3 separate regions of the Mus musculus genome follow, and all the other regions are linked to region 3. A link is a contact called in public promoter capture Hi-C data. All regions are on one chromosome and are shown on one strand. The core of a region is the stretch at or near the end of the contact, and the rest is flanking DNA. Distances in the headings are between cores, read along the strand shown.

The links. Promoter capture Hi-C pulls out the DNA fragments that hold promoters and counts their contacts.
Region 1: a contact with region 3 is called in a promoter capture Hi-C map of liver, with 2.2 times the contacts expected there. The contact joins the promoter of Zfp7 here to the promoter of Fam227a in region 3. A contact is called at or near these places in 2 of 39 promoter capture datasets (liver and pre-B cells).
Region 2: a contact with region 3 is called in a promoter capture Hi-C map of pre-B cells, with 2.7 times the contacts expected there. The contact joins the promoter of Polr3h here to the promoter of Fam227a in region 3. A contact is called at or near these places in 1 of 39 promoter capture datasets (pre-B cells) and 1 of 115 datasets of contacts at active chromatin or transcription factors (astrocytes).

What each region holds. Positions count from the first base shown.
Region 1 is chr15:76,877,942-76,882,421 of GRCm38.p6, forward strand. Zfp7 (zinc finger protein 7) reads left to right here and starts at 1,312. Exons shown (of 5, transcript NM_145916.3): 1 at 1,312-1,412; 2 at 2,798-2,841; 3 at 3,171-3,297. The coding sequence starts at 2,839.
Region 2 is chr15:81,923,438-81,927,813 of GRCm38.p6, forward strand. It overlaps Polr3h (polymerase (RNA) III (DNA directed) polypeptide H), which reads right to left and starts at 2,776. Exons shown (of 6, transcript NM_030229.4): 1 at 2,349-2,776. The coding sequence starts at 2,459.
Region 3 is chr15:79,657,467-79,662,301 of GRCm38.p6, forward strand. Fam227a (family with sequence similarity 227, member A) reads right to left here and starts at 1,490. Exons shown (of 18, transcript NM_029407.1): 1 at 1,215-1,490. It overlaps Cby1 (chibby family member 1, beta catenin antagonist), which reads left to right and starts at 1,761. Exons shown (of 5, transcript NM_028634.3): 1 at 1,761-1,827; 2 at 3,905-4,058. The coding sequence starts at 3,981.

The DNA of each region.
Region 1 (4,480 bases), core at 62-2,561, 2.8 Mb before region 3:
ATATACCACACACATACACACATACACGGCACAGACACATACACATATACCACACACACACACACACACACACACAAATAGCACATACACAGCATAGACATTTACACATACATGCACAAACCACAAACATACACACACTCAAGGCACAGACACACACACACACACGCATGTGAATGTGCATACACACTCTCTCCTTTCTCATAGCTCCCTCTTTGCCACTTTCCAAGGACTATATCCTCTCCCCTCACACCCGCTCAGTAGTGCAGATACAATAGGCCCTCTATCCTCCTTGAAACATTTTCTTTATCACCAGTGACTCCATCCTTCACTTAGTTCTGCCAACCTCCCTCTCTCTATGCTAGTGTTTCCTTGTTACTAGAATCTAAAGGCCTAGGCTCTCTGACAGTTGAAGAACATGTTAGGGCAAGGAGAATTGACAGGAAAAAAATCAGGTTTATTCAGTAGCTGGCATTCTTTTTTTTTTTTTTTTTTCTTCGAGACAGGGTTTCTCTGTGTAGCCCTGGCTGTCCTGGAACTCACTCTGTAGACCAGGCTGGCCTCGAACTCAGAAATCCGCTTGCCTCTCCCTCCCAAGTGCTGGGATCAAAGGCATGTGCCACCACTGCCCGGCTAGTAGCTGGCATTCTTGAGAAGTTAAGATGTACTTTCTCCTCAAGACTCTTTTTTTTGTTTGTTTGTTTGTTTTTTCGAGACAGGGTTTCTCTGTGTAGCCCTGGCTGTCCTGGAATTCACTTTGTAGACCAGGCTGGCCTCAAACTCAGAAATCCTCCTGCCTCTGCCTCCCAGGTGCTGGGATTAAAGGCGTACGCCACCACCGCCCAGCTTTTTTTTTTTTTTTTTTTTTGGTTTCTTGAGACAGGGTTTCTCTGTGTAGCCCTGGCTGTCCTGGAACTCACTTTGTAGACCAGGCTGGCCTCGAACCCATAAATCCACCTGCCTCTGCCTCCTGAGTGCTGGGATTAAAGGTGTGCGCCACCACACCCGGCTTCTCCTCAAGACTCTTATCATTAAGGTTCAGGGACCCAAAGGGATTTTTGGTAAGGGAAAGCCTTTGGTAAAGCTTTTTGGGGTTGGTAGTGAGACTGTGGTTGGGTAGGCTCTTTCTCATCAGAAATGCATCCTCTGGCCCCGCCTCCTGGTCGTGCCTGGCCTTCGGTGACCTTCAGCCACACTTCCCGGCCCTGCCTCTCAGTCTCTAGCCCAGCCCTTTATGGGCCGTGACAACTTCTGGCCCCGCCCCCACCCCTGTAACCTGGCGGGGGGCGGAGTTAGAGAACAAACGGGGCGCGCTGGCCAGCGAGCGGAAGTCGCCCGGGTGGGGCACAGTGGGATAAGCTTGCAAAGCCCTTTCCGGTGGCTCTCTTGTTGGGATCCACCACGCGCCGGGGCAGGTGAGTAGGCGCAGTCGCTTTCCTTGTTTTTAGGGCAAGGGACACTTGGCTTTTACTCCCCAAAAGGATGGAAGGCGTGGGCGGCTCGGTGCTGTTGTGAATGCCTGGCCGAAGACGTGATCCCAGCGGAGTAGAATAGCCGAGCATCCCAGCTCTTCTAGCCTGCTCCCGGGCTCCAGTGTTGAACCTGAGCAAGGCTGCTTCCCTCCAGGCCTGGGGCTGGGTGCAACCTCCCTCATTCCTCGTGAGTAATCACTTTCTGGGACTATCTCTTCTCTCATTTCTGCACCTGAATGACCTGGAGTCGGTCACGCCTGCGGACTCAGAAGGCATCTCAGGATTTGCTCTTCTGTATCTGAGACCGCGATTTCCCATTGGTAGTCCAAATGCTGGGGTCTGAGAGGAGAATTCTTTTCTAGTGTTCACTGCTAATTGGCCAGTCTAGCCAGTGGCCAGATACCTGGGCCAAAAGCTACCTGGGAAAGTAGCTTCCTCTCTCCCATTTTGACCTGAAGGTGGGTGTTTGTGTGTGCAAGGAGGGGCCCAAGGGCTTTGGTTTAGCAGAAGGGGACTTCTCGAATCCTTTTTTGTCGTCATCCTTGTGACTTAGGGCAGCTGTAGCTCGTTCTGGAATTTAGGTACAGGTGAACAGGGATTGTTTTCCTTCTGAAGGCCTTTTTTTCTTTTTCCTGGACCTGACTGCTACTGCCTCCAGTTAACTCTTCCTTATCTTCTCTCCTTTGGCTCACACACTGGCTCACTTGGTCCCATTTTCAGATCCTGAAGTGCGTTTCCTACCTCAGCCACCAGCTTGGCCTAGGTCCCTGGGGGAAGGCATCCTTTAAACTTTACCAGCGTTTCTCATTTAAACACTTTACTAGTCCCCCCGTACTTCAGCACTGTTGTTGATGTGATCTTAGTTGTCCTTTCTACTAGATGTCCCATGAAGTCTCCCTCGTTGTTCAGTTGAATGTGTGGCCTATGGCAGCCATTTATTTATTTATTCATTCATTCATTCATTTATTTTTTGGTTTATCGAGACAGGATTTCTCTGAGTAGCATTAACTGTCCTGGAACTCATTCTGTAGATTAGGCTGGCTTCGAACTCAGAGACTAAAGGTGTGTTTTATACACACACACACACAACACACACACACACACACCTGCCGCAGCTGTACATCATGGCTCCAGCCCTTACTCCCACACAACACAGACAAGAAGGCTCAGGAGCTGATATTCAAATATCAGCCTTTGCCCAGTCTGGTGTGTCTGTGCGTCTGGCTTGGGTGGTAAAGAAGCAGTGGGGTACAGAGCCCCTCCAGTCACCCTGGGAACTGGGGAGCTTCCTCCCCTCTGACCTCTGATCTCGTTATGATTTCTCACAGGTGTCTGACTCAGGACAAGCGGATCCCACCCTCCAGATCTCATGGTAGGGAGCCTGGCTGCTGCCTGTATTCCCTCTCCACTCCTGTCAAGCCCCCACATCCTACCCTTTCCACTGGGCCTGATCGCATACCTAGCTTTGACCCTTACTGTGGCTCTGGCCAGGCTGGTCCCTGAGGGGGTGAATAAATGTCCGCCCAGACCAGAGTTTAGCTGTGTCTGTTCAGTGGGGAGGGGCATAAGGTCACTCCTTTGGATTAAGTCCCTTCTTTTCTCATAAGGTTTAAGAGCCAAAAGGATCCAGTCCTGCTGGAGGTATACCATACCTGTTTGAGGTATACCATATTATAGGGATGTTGGTGTGTGTCCTTACAGGAGGCGGTGACCTTTGGCGACGTGGCTGTGCACTTCTCTCGAGAGGAGTGGCAGTGTCTGGATTCTGGTCAGAGGGCCCTCTACAAGGAGGTGATGCTGGAGAACCACAGCAGCGTGGCAGGACTAGGTGAGGCTCCCCCCCCACCCCCCAGGTCTGCTCCAAACCCCGGGCACGTGTCAGAGACGGGGGTGGGTGGGGGGGTGGGGGGGTGGGTGTGTGTGTGTGTGTGTGTGGTGCTAACTGCTTGGGCCTTGGGGGCTAAACCTTGAATCTGAGTTTGCCAGGCTAGCTCCAGGCTTTACACACATCACCTAGGTGATAGAGCCCTAGGTAAGTGGACCTCTGGGAACCGGTCAGACCGGTTTCTCCCATGCTGTTAAATTATCAGGTGAGAACTGGAACCCATACTTGAAGTAATAGCTTAAACAAAACAACAACAACCAAGAAAGAAAGAAAGAAAGAGAGAGAGGGAGGGAGGGAGGGAGGGAGGGAGGGAGGGAGGGGAAGGAAGGAAGGAAGGAAGGAAGGAAGGAAGGAAGGAAAAGAAAGATCCTTGTTAGTGTGAGGAATCTCCAGGGAAACCTGTTCTGGAACCAGTGACACCTCTGTCAATGCTTTCAGTCTGCCTTGCCATCAGACTTGACTCCTGTTCTTGCTACCTTCCCTGCAGGCTGCTCTAGCGCAGGCAGCTTTGTATTTTGCTTCACCTTTGTGGTAGAATGGAATGTCTTACTTGCTGGCAGCTGTGCATCTCACCTGTTACTGAGTCGCCTTCAGAGTTGACCCCACATGATGGTGGTACCTACAACAGGAGAGAGTGTCCTGGGTTCTTGAGGATGCCTGGGCTAGTGGATCAGGAGAGGGGAGGTAGGGATGGGGTGTAGTTGGTTTACCGGGTACCTCTCTCAGCATTAGAGCAGGCCTGTAACCATTCATCCAATCCAGCCTGGCAAAATCCAGTTTTGTGAGGTTTTGTCAGTAGGGTGTAGTAAGAGCTGGAGGATATGCAGGTCAATGGTAGAGCCTCACATTTAAAGCTGTCAGTGCCTAGCACCACAGAGAGCAAAAAGGAAGCAAGAAGACAAACCAAACAGGCTAGGCATGGTGTGCACGCCTTTAATCCCTGCACTCCTGAGGCAGAGGCAGGCTGATTTCTGAGTTCCAGGACAGCCTGGTCTACAAAGTGAGTTCCAGGACAGCCAGGGCTACACAGAGAAACCCTGTCTCAAAAAACAAAAAAACAACAAAAAAAAAAACAACAACAAAAAAAGAAAACAACATCAAAACCAAAACAACAACAACAAAGAAA
Region 2 (4,376 bases), core at 1,526-4,025, 2.3 Mb after region 3:
CAGCAGTCGTCATCTGTGGAGGTTTCTCTCTCAGGATCCAGTGAACTGACCTCACCCGGGCATGGTGATCTCTGCCTGTAATCCCTGCAGCTGAGAGGGGGAGGCAGGGGTATCCGAAGTCCAAAGCCATCTTTGGTTACACAGTGGATGTAAAGTGAATTCAAGTCCCATGAGATGTGGGGAGATGGTATTGGCAAAATGGTTCAGCAGTCAAGGTAGATCCCAGGACCCCTTTCTCCTTATGAGCTGTGCCGTGGCCTATTCATGTGTGCTGTGGTATATACACCCACATTCAAAATAAATCCATGTAATGAAAGAAAGAAAAAAAGAAAGACAAGACAGACAGACAGACACAGACAGACAGACCTGGATGTCATGGCTGACTAAGTGTGACCTCCACAGGCCCATAAATGTGAATGCTTAAGTCATCGGAGAGGGACACAACTTGAGAAAGATTAGAAAGAAGGTATGGCCTTCTTGTGTCAGTGGGAGTGGGCTTTAAGGTTTCACAGACCCACAGCAGGCGAGCGTTACTCCCTTGGCAGTGGAGGACATAGCTCTCAGATCCTACTCCAACACCACGTGTGCCAGCACGCTTCCACCACAATGCTGAAGGACAACCTCCGCAACAGTAAGCCCCCAGTAAAATGCTTTCTCTTGTCACCTTGCTCATGGTATTTCCTCACAGCACTAGTGCAGCAACTAAGACTGGGTGTGACACGCACCTTCAATCCTAGCACCTGGGTGGCAGAGGCAGATGGTTCTCTGGGATTGGAAGGGCAACGTAGACTATAGCAAGTTCCAGGCCAGCCAAGGCTACATAGTGAGATTGTCTCAAAAAAAATTAAAGGATTGTCAGTGAGCTCTCTCCTCCTCCATGTGACAAGCCTCAGATCTGTGTGTGTACCTTCTCCTAGGGCCTCAGTCTCCTATAAGGGACTACCTGTCTCCTGTAAAAGCCAAACTCGCTCTTTCTTTCTGGCTCTCTGAAGATCACATCCTACCGACCCGTAAAGAACAGCTTGGACTATAAGGCCCTCCAGGGCTCTGTGGTCTGGCTTCCGTCTACATTTCCGTTCCAGCTACACCAGCATTCTGTGCCTCTCCTGCCTCAGGACCTTTGCACATGCTAAATGCACTGCCTCCACAGCTCTACACCCAACCTACTCCAACCATCGAAACAGAGTCTCTCTACTTTGCTACATCCATTCCAGTAGTGACCCGCTTGACAGGCCCAAAAGCCTGGACACAGTCCCAAAGTGAAAAGTTCACAGAAAGGCCTGTCCGAGGCATTACTTGGTGTCTTCCCACCATCAGCTCTCAGAGCAATGGCTGTTTCCTCAGAAGTCACCCATCTCTTTCATCCCGGGTGACACTCCCCTGTTCCCCACTCTGTGAATGCCTGTCCTTCATGGCATTTACCCCAGCTCATTACAACAAGACATTCTCAAGCCAACTTCTTCTCACTAGGCTACAAGGGCAGAGCCTGTGTCTCCCATTGGAGAGAGTGAAAGTCCGAGAAGGCCCCTGTAGTCATAGAAAGGGAAACACAGTAACCAAATGAATACAAGAAAGGGGCTACTGAGCTGGCTCAGCCGGTACAGCTGCCTCCCTCTAAAGCTGAAAGCTGAGTTCAATTCTAGAGACCCGCACGCTTATCCTCTCACCTCTACTCTCACACTGTGGGCAACACAGATAACACAAACCGAGGCCCAGAGAGGGTGACTTGGCCAAGACAACACAGTAATTGAACGAGGAAACAGGCATATTCCAGTTTCTGTTTTACAAACCCATTTTGTACACACGCTCTCTCCGTTTTGTTTTCTGGCAATCCTGAGAACCGAACCAGTGACTCCGCGAATGTCAAGCAAATTCAAGCACTGTTCAGCATCCTGATGCTTTTTGTTTCTTTTGAGGCAGGGTTTCTCCGTTGTAGCCTTGGCTGTTCTAGCACTCCCTCTGTAGACCAGGCTGGCCTCGAATTCACAGAAATCCGCCTGCTTCTGCCTCCTGAGTTATGGGATTAAAGGCATGCGCTACCGCCAGCAGCTTCGGTGCTTTTAATTTGTCTGAGTCAAGGGCTAACTATATTGCCCACGCTGGCCTCGAACACAGGATCGTCAAAAAGCCTCAATAGCCAAGAAGCTCGGATTACGGGTGTGCACTACCTCGCCCGGCCCATTTACTCCCTTGTGTACACGTTGTCACCCAAGTCTGGTTTATAAGGATGCGAAGGAAAAAAACCCCGACATGAAGTTAAGTGTGCAAGGCCAAGGGTGAACCAGGCGATAGCCAGACTAGCAGTGGGACCGGTAGGGACACTGCCGGGCAGCCCGAGGGCCCAGTACCTTGTTGGCCAATTTCTTGTTCAGCTCCTCAGCAATGGAATCGTTGAGTTTCCGCTCAAACTGCCACGGGGGTATGCGCACGGTGTCCACCATCTCCACCAGCACGAACATCCTGCGCTAGGGCTCTGGAGACCGGAGAGGCTGCCAAGCACGGGGGCCTGCGAGCTGTGATGGGGTGGGGGGGACCCGAGCCTCCTCCGTCCCTTCTCAGCCTCTGACAAGCCAAACCTGCAGCCGAGCTGCGCGGGAGGGCCTGGGCTCCAATTCTGGAAGCTACGCTCGTCTCCCGGAGGAAACTGAGGCCCGCTCCCGCCAGCCTTGGAGGAGCGCCGGCTCCCCGTCCCCGGATGCCACCCTGGCCTCGTTCCGTCCGCACCACGCGCGGGAGCCACGCGCGTCCAGCAACGCTGCGCTTGCCAAACCAAATCAACTCAGCTTCCGGAAAACTGACCAATAAGAAGCATCTGCCCGCCCCTGCGGGTCGCAGAGCTTCGCGAGGCTCCCGTGAGGGGCGGGGCCGGAAGGTGGGCGGGGCCGCCAGCACTCTCCCGCAAGTGAGAGAAGAGGGGCGGGGTAGAGTGCCGAAAGGGCGGGGCCCCATCCTGAAGCAAGCCAACCCCGGGCCCCTGAGAGAGTCTGGTTGCTAGGCGACAAGTCTGCACTTCAAGCCTGATTGTCTTTCTTTTGCACAACAGCCAGATAGACCCTTTGAAAATACAAATTTAACACGTTCAAAATAGTCTTTACTCCAGACAAAGTACCCAAGAGAGTGGGCAGAAAAGGGTCGCCGGGCCTTCCTGGATGATGTCATTTTAAGTGGTGCATTTGATGGATATGCTCACCAAAGCTCAGCACACAAAGCTTAAACAGCTGAAACAGACTCACGCTTGTAATACCAGCGCAAGAGAGGGTGAGGCTGGACAATCACTGCAAGTTCAAGACCAGCCTGAGTTACCAAATGAGATCCTGTGGCCGGGCAGTGCTGGCGCACGCCTTTAATCCCAGCATTTGGGAGGCAGAGGCAGGCGAATTTCTGAATTCGAGGCCAGCTTGGTCTACAGAGTGAGTTCCAGGACAGCCAGGGCTACACAGAAAAACTCTGTCTCGAAAAACCAAAAAGAAACAAAAAACAAAAAACACAGATCAGCTACATAGTGAATTCAAGTCTAGCCTGAGGTACAAAAGACTTTTTGTTTGTTTGAGACTCTTTCTAAAAAGAAAAAGGGGGGTGCCTAACAATGATGGTGACACACGTCTTTAATCCTAGCACTTGGGAGGCAGAGGCAAACGGATCTCAGAGTTTGAGGCCAGCCCAGTCTACAGAGCAAGTTTCTGGACAACCAGGACTGAACAGAATAATCCTGTCTCAAAAAAACAAAATAGAAAAATTTTCTTGCTGCACACTTTTAATCCCAGCAGTTGGGAGGGGCAGAGACTGTCAAATTTCTGAGAGTTAAGACAAACCTGGTCTACCAAGAGAGTACAAGATAGTCAAGGCTATACAGAACACACTCCCTCCCCCACCCAAAAAAAAAATGAGGAGAAAAAAAATAAGGCATTTTGGGCTGGGCGTTGATGGCACACACCTTTCATCCAAACAATTAGAATGCAGAGGCAGGAGGATCTCTCTGAATTCGAATTTGAGGCCAGCCTGGTCTACAAAGCAAGCTGCAGGACAGACAGGGCTACACAGAGAAACCCAGTCTCATAACACATGTAAGACAACAGTGTGCCTTTCTAGAAACAAAGTATTTCAGGGAATTGACAGGAGAGGTAAGAATTGATTAGCAATGATCTTCATAATATCAGTAAGTAACTTGTTTTACATTTCTATGTATATGAAGTGTTTTGCCTGCATCTGTGTGTGTGTGTGTGTGTGTGTGTGTGTGAGAGAGAGAGAGAGAGAGAGAGAGAGAGAGAGAGAGAGAATCAGAAGAGAACCTCTGATCCCCAGGACCATTGAATTGTGAGCCACCATGTGGGTGTTGGGAATGGAATCCTGGAAATGACACACAGTGACACATCAGC
Region 3 (4,835 bases), core at 240-2,739:
AATTTAAAATATTTGTTTATTCGTATTTTGGACAAACCGAGTTAAGTGCAACAATAGTCAAGTTAATTTAATCTGTTTTGAATTGACTTGTTAAAAAGCCTAGGGCCGGGTATGGAGCACTAGCCTTTAATCCCAGCGCTCTGGAGAAAGAGGCGGGAGGACTTTTGTAAGTTGGGAGAGCAGCCAGAACTACATATTGAGCCCCAGTCTCAAATATCAAACAAACAAAGCGGGGCTGGTGAGATGGCTCAGTGGGTAAGAGCACCCGACTGCTCTTCCGAAGGTCCGAAGTTCAAATCCCAGCAACCACATGGTGGCTCACAACCATCCGTAACGAGATCTGACTCCCTCTTCTGGAGTGTCTGAGGACAGCTACAGTGTACTTACATATAATAAATAAATAAATAAATCTTAAAAAAAAAAAAACAAACAAAGCAAAAGGGTAGGGGTTGAAGGCAGGCTGGGTGTGTGTCTGTAATTCCAGCACTGAGAGGCTGAGGCAGGAGGATGAGATAAGGAGTACCCAGGGAGACTTTATCTCAAAATACGAAAGGTGCTTCGGGGATAGCACCGGTAGAGGGCGCACAAGGTTTAATATCAAAAAGCTTCTAGAGCCTGGCGGTGGTGGCGGACGCCTTTAATCCCAGCACTTGGGAGGCAGGCGGATTTCTGAGTTTGAGGCCAGCCTGGTCAACAGACTGAGTTCCAGGACAGCCAGGGCTACACAGAGAAACCCTGTCTCGAAAAAAACAAACAAGCAAACAAACAAACATACAAACAAACAAACAAACAAAAAAACTTCTAGAATGATCGCAACTTTCAAATGTGTTCTGCTTTATGTTTCTGTAGCGGTTGCTACACTAGATATGGTTGATTTTGATGTGGAATTCTCTCTTCGAACGCTGTGTGGCAAAGGTGGAGGAAGACTGCTTGGAGCTGGGTCCTGTCCTTTATGGTGGGATGACCTCGTACACCCACTAGGCAGCCAAGAAACGCCTCCTGGATGGCCATTTCTTCATTTACCAAACCGAGCTACAATGTCCTTAGGACTTGAGGAATCCTGGAGCTGACTCTCCAGTTCTCTACCCCTTGTACACTGGGCAACCTTCCCTGGACCTCAGTTTCCCTTGCTTGTGGGAGTGTGGAGGAGGCAAGACTGGCAGGAGCCAGTTTGCTACTGGCAGGGAGTCGTCATATCTGTCCGTCTGTCTTACCTGAAAGCTTCGGCAGAAGCGTCAGGGCGGGTTCCGCCACCAGCCCCTCCAGTGACCGGACCAAGCTCCGGATGTCCGCCAGCATCCGCGGCCCAAGGGGCGCGGTTTGCTTTGTGGCCGGGGCGGGGGAGCTGCAGGTCGGTCCATTTTGCTACTGTGAGTCCAGCCTGGGTCACCACTTAACATTTTTAACACAACAAAGCAGCTTTCGGCCTGCTTTGTTGCCAAGGAAAACGATTACTATGACGACGGCGGCGCTGACCCGGGGACCAGACCAACGTATTTAGGGGGTCATGCCTCTCCCAGCCTATGCCACAAGGCATGTGTGTATCTCCAGAAGTCGTGCCCAAGGCATGTGTGTATCTCCAGAAGTCGTGCCCAAGGCTTTCTTCTATTCGTGAACCTTAGAGAGTCCGCAGGGGCTCCGCTGCTTCGCGGAGGCTCGTCTCGGAGCTGGCTCCCTCTGCATTCTCAGTGGTAGAAGCCAGAGAGGCTGCGCATGCGCACGATGGTTGCCCGGCGCCGGCCAATCGCGGTCGCGGCGGTTGACGCGGCCTGGGCAGATCCTTGCAGAAAGCTGCAGGCTAGCTCGGGATTCCGGCTTCGCAGACAGGTACCTCTGGGAGCGGCGGGCGGATATCCGTGCCAGTAGTGGTGGGTGGGATGCCCGGGTACCCCTGGAGAAGCGGGCAGGCTGGACCGTGGCATGCTCCGCGGGCACCTCTTGCGACGGAGACTCGGAGATGGTGTTTTGACCCCATCCTTTGAAGGTCTTCTCCTAACCCGTACAGAACTCTTTGGGTTTTGTGACCCGTGAGACTGGCTGGCTCTTAACTTTTTCGAGACACCTTTCCCTTTGAGAATCCAGTGAAAACCAAAGATGCTTCCTTCCTTTATTTTTTGTCAGAATGAAGAGAATGTATTTTATAGCCTGATGCAAACTAAAGCTTCGCACAGTAAGTGCATTTCCCTGTAAAGGGGGACAATTTGATCTACTTCTCAGGGTCATGGTGAGCATCAAATGTCCCAACAGTTTGTAAACATGAAAGCACTCTTAACCTACGAGCTGCAGGCTGTTATCATTCGTGATTATAAATAAGGGACGTCACTGGCCGGAGAAATGGATCAGAGTCTCAGAGAACTGGTTGCTGTTGCAGAGAACTGGGATTCGATTCCCAGCTCACAAACGCCAGTAACTCTAGTTGTAGAATCTGCAGACACAAGGCACGACCATGGTATCCCAGGCAAAACACTCAGACACATTAAAAACAACAGCAAACAAAGCCTTTGAGGCCCTTGGGGGATGATAAAACGTTGGACTCCCCAGAGGGTGAGCAACAGGGTTGGTTGGGAACCAAGTGCAAACCTTTAATTTTCTTGGCCCATAGTCTTCTATGAGAGAGCTTCCCTAAAGAACCCTAGGATACCTTGAACGGTGTGTGTATGTGTGTGTGTTTAAAAAAAAAAATCTGTGAAGGGGACTAGAGAAAAGGCTCAGTGAATGTGGGTACTTGCTGCTCAAGTGTGAGACCATGGATTCAAGTCCCCAACATCTCAGTTAAAAGCCTACCACAAGCCGGCGCGTGGTGGCACACGCCTTTAATCCCAGCACTCGGGAGGCAGAGGCAGGCGGATTTCTGAGTTCGAGGCCAGCCTGGTCTACAAAGTGAAGTTCCAGGACAGCCAGGGCTACACAGAGAAACCCTATCTCGAAAAACCAAAAAAAAAAAAAAAAAAAAAGCCTGCTACAAGCTCGGACCCCTGCAATGCTAACACTGTTGGTGGCGGAGACAGGATTGCTTGTGCTCGCTGGCCGCCAGTCTAGCTCCAGGTTCAGTGAGAGACCCCATCTAAAGGGAATGCAACAGGACACCTGACGTCCCCCCTCCAGACTCCGAATCTGCACACAAATATTAATAAAGTGGATACACACACACACACCTACCTGCACATATGCATGCATTCAGCACATAAACACATAATTGGAAAAAAAAATGTACCATGAAGCCTTGTGGTTTTATGACTTCTCTCTACTTGTTTTATTTAAAAAGCTGACCTCTTCCCCGAGCCTAAGTGATGTTACTGATTTTATGAGCATTGCAGGACGTTGTGCTGTGACTAAAGCTAGTGTGCCGGTGAGTGTCGTGATACTTATCGAGACTGTGATAAGTACCGCTCTGCATCCGGGAGTGAAATCCGGGTGTCGCTTCATGGCTTTAGGATGCCATCCAGGCTGAAGTTCCCGTACTTGGTGATGTTCTTACTGGCCAACGGGAATGGTAGAAATTTCCTCCCTGGCTCCACACTGTGATGCTGGCGAGGCCAACTCGTGACAGAGTTGCCTGAGGTTAGCATCACTGTGAAGCCACACAAACTTTGGTTCCAATGCCCGTTCCCACCAAAGACCTTGGCTTTCCAAATGGGGTGACTAGGAGAGGCATGTCGAGGGGCAGTTGTGAGTGAAATGGGTTTATGCAAAGGCCTTAGCCTATACTGCCTGGCACATAAGAAGCACCCAGCACATGGAAGCTCCTTCCAGAACTATTAGGACCTCAAGCCTTCTTTTGCTGTTCTGTATAAATGGATAACTCTTCCCAGTAGGTACTGCGGTAATTGGCAATCATCAAGGTGTAAGATGTTCTAATGGATAGAGAACAGTGAAATGAGGTCGCTGATCTGTTTGACTTTAGGAGACGGAAGTGCTGGTGTTTTCTCGCTGGGTCAGGAAGGAGAAGGAAGTGCTGGCGTTTCCTCACTGAGTTAGGGATGCCTCTCTTTGGCAGCATATTCAGCCCAAAGAAGACCCCTCCTCGGAAGTCGGCCTCTCTCTCCAACCTACATTCTGTGAGTGCAGACTGGGTGGCGGGAGTGGTCTCTGGGTGGAGAGGTGACTCTGTGGGAAGGCATCCTCGGGGTTTATATTATTAGTCAAGACTGAATTCCTGCATGGGAACTACTACTGGAGTTTATTCAAGAACCTACTATGACAGGCAGCCTCCTTGTGATAGGGTCCCAGGTGGTGGTATCCAGTCTGGCTTGCATTTTAGTTCAGATAATTCATTTCAGTCATGTTTAAAGATCAAATCCAAGCTGGGTGTAGCGGTATACCTCTACTCTCAGCAATCAAGAGGTAGAGGCTGGGGGATCTCTGTGAGTTCAGGGCTAGCCTGGTCTATAGAGTTCCAGGGCATCCAGGGTTCAGAGAGAGACTCTGTCTCCAAAAGTAAAATAAAATAAGGTCAAGTTCGGGGCCTTGAGAGATGGCTCAGCCAAAAAGGGTACTTGTTGCTCTTGCAGAGGACCTGGGTTGGGTTCCCAGCCCGGACAAGGATGGCTCACAACCATCTGTAGCTACTGTCCCAGGGGATCCACCGCCCTCTGCTGGCCTCTACTGGCACTGCACTTACAAGGTTCACAACATACATGATGGCAGAGCACTCCTACACATAGAAGAAAAATAAATCCGCAGTTGTTTTGAGAATGGAGTCTCTGTGTAACCCTGGCTGTCCTGGAACTTGCTATGTAGACCAAGATGGCTTCAAACTCACAGAGATCTGCCTGTTCCTGCCTCGGGAGTGTTGGGATTAATGGTGTACACCCACATACACTGCCCCCCCCAAA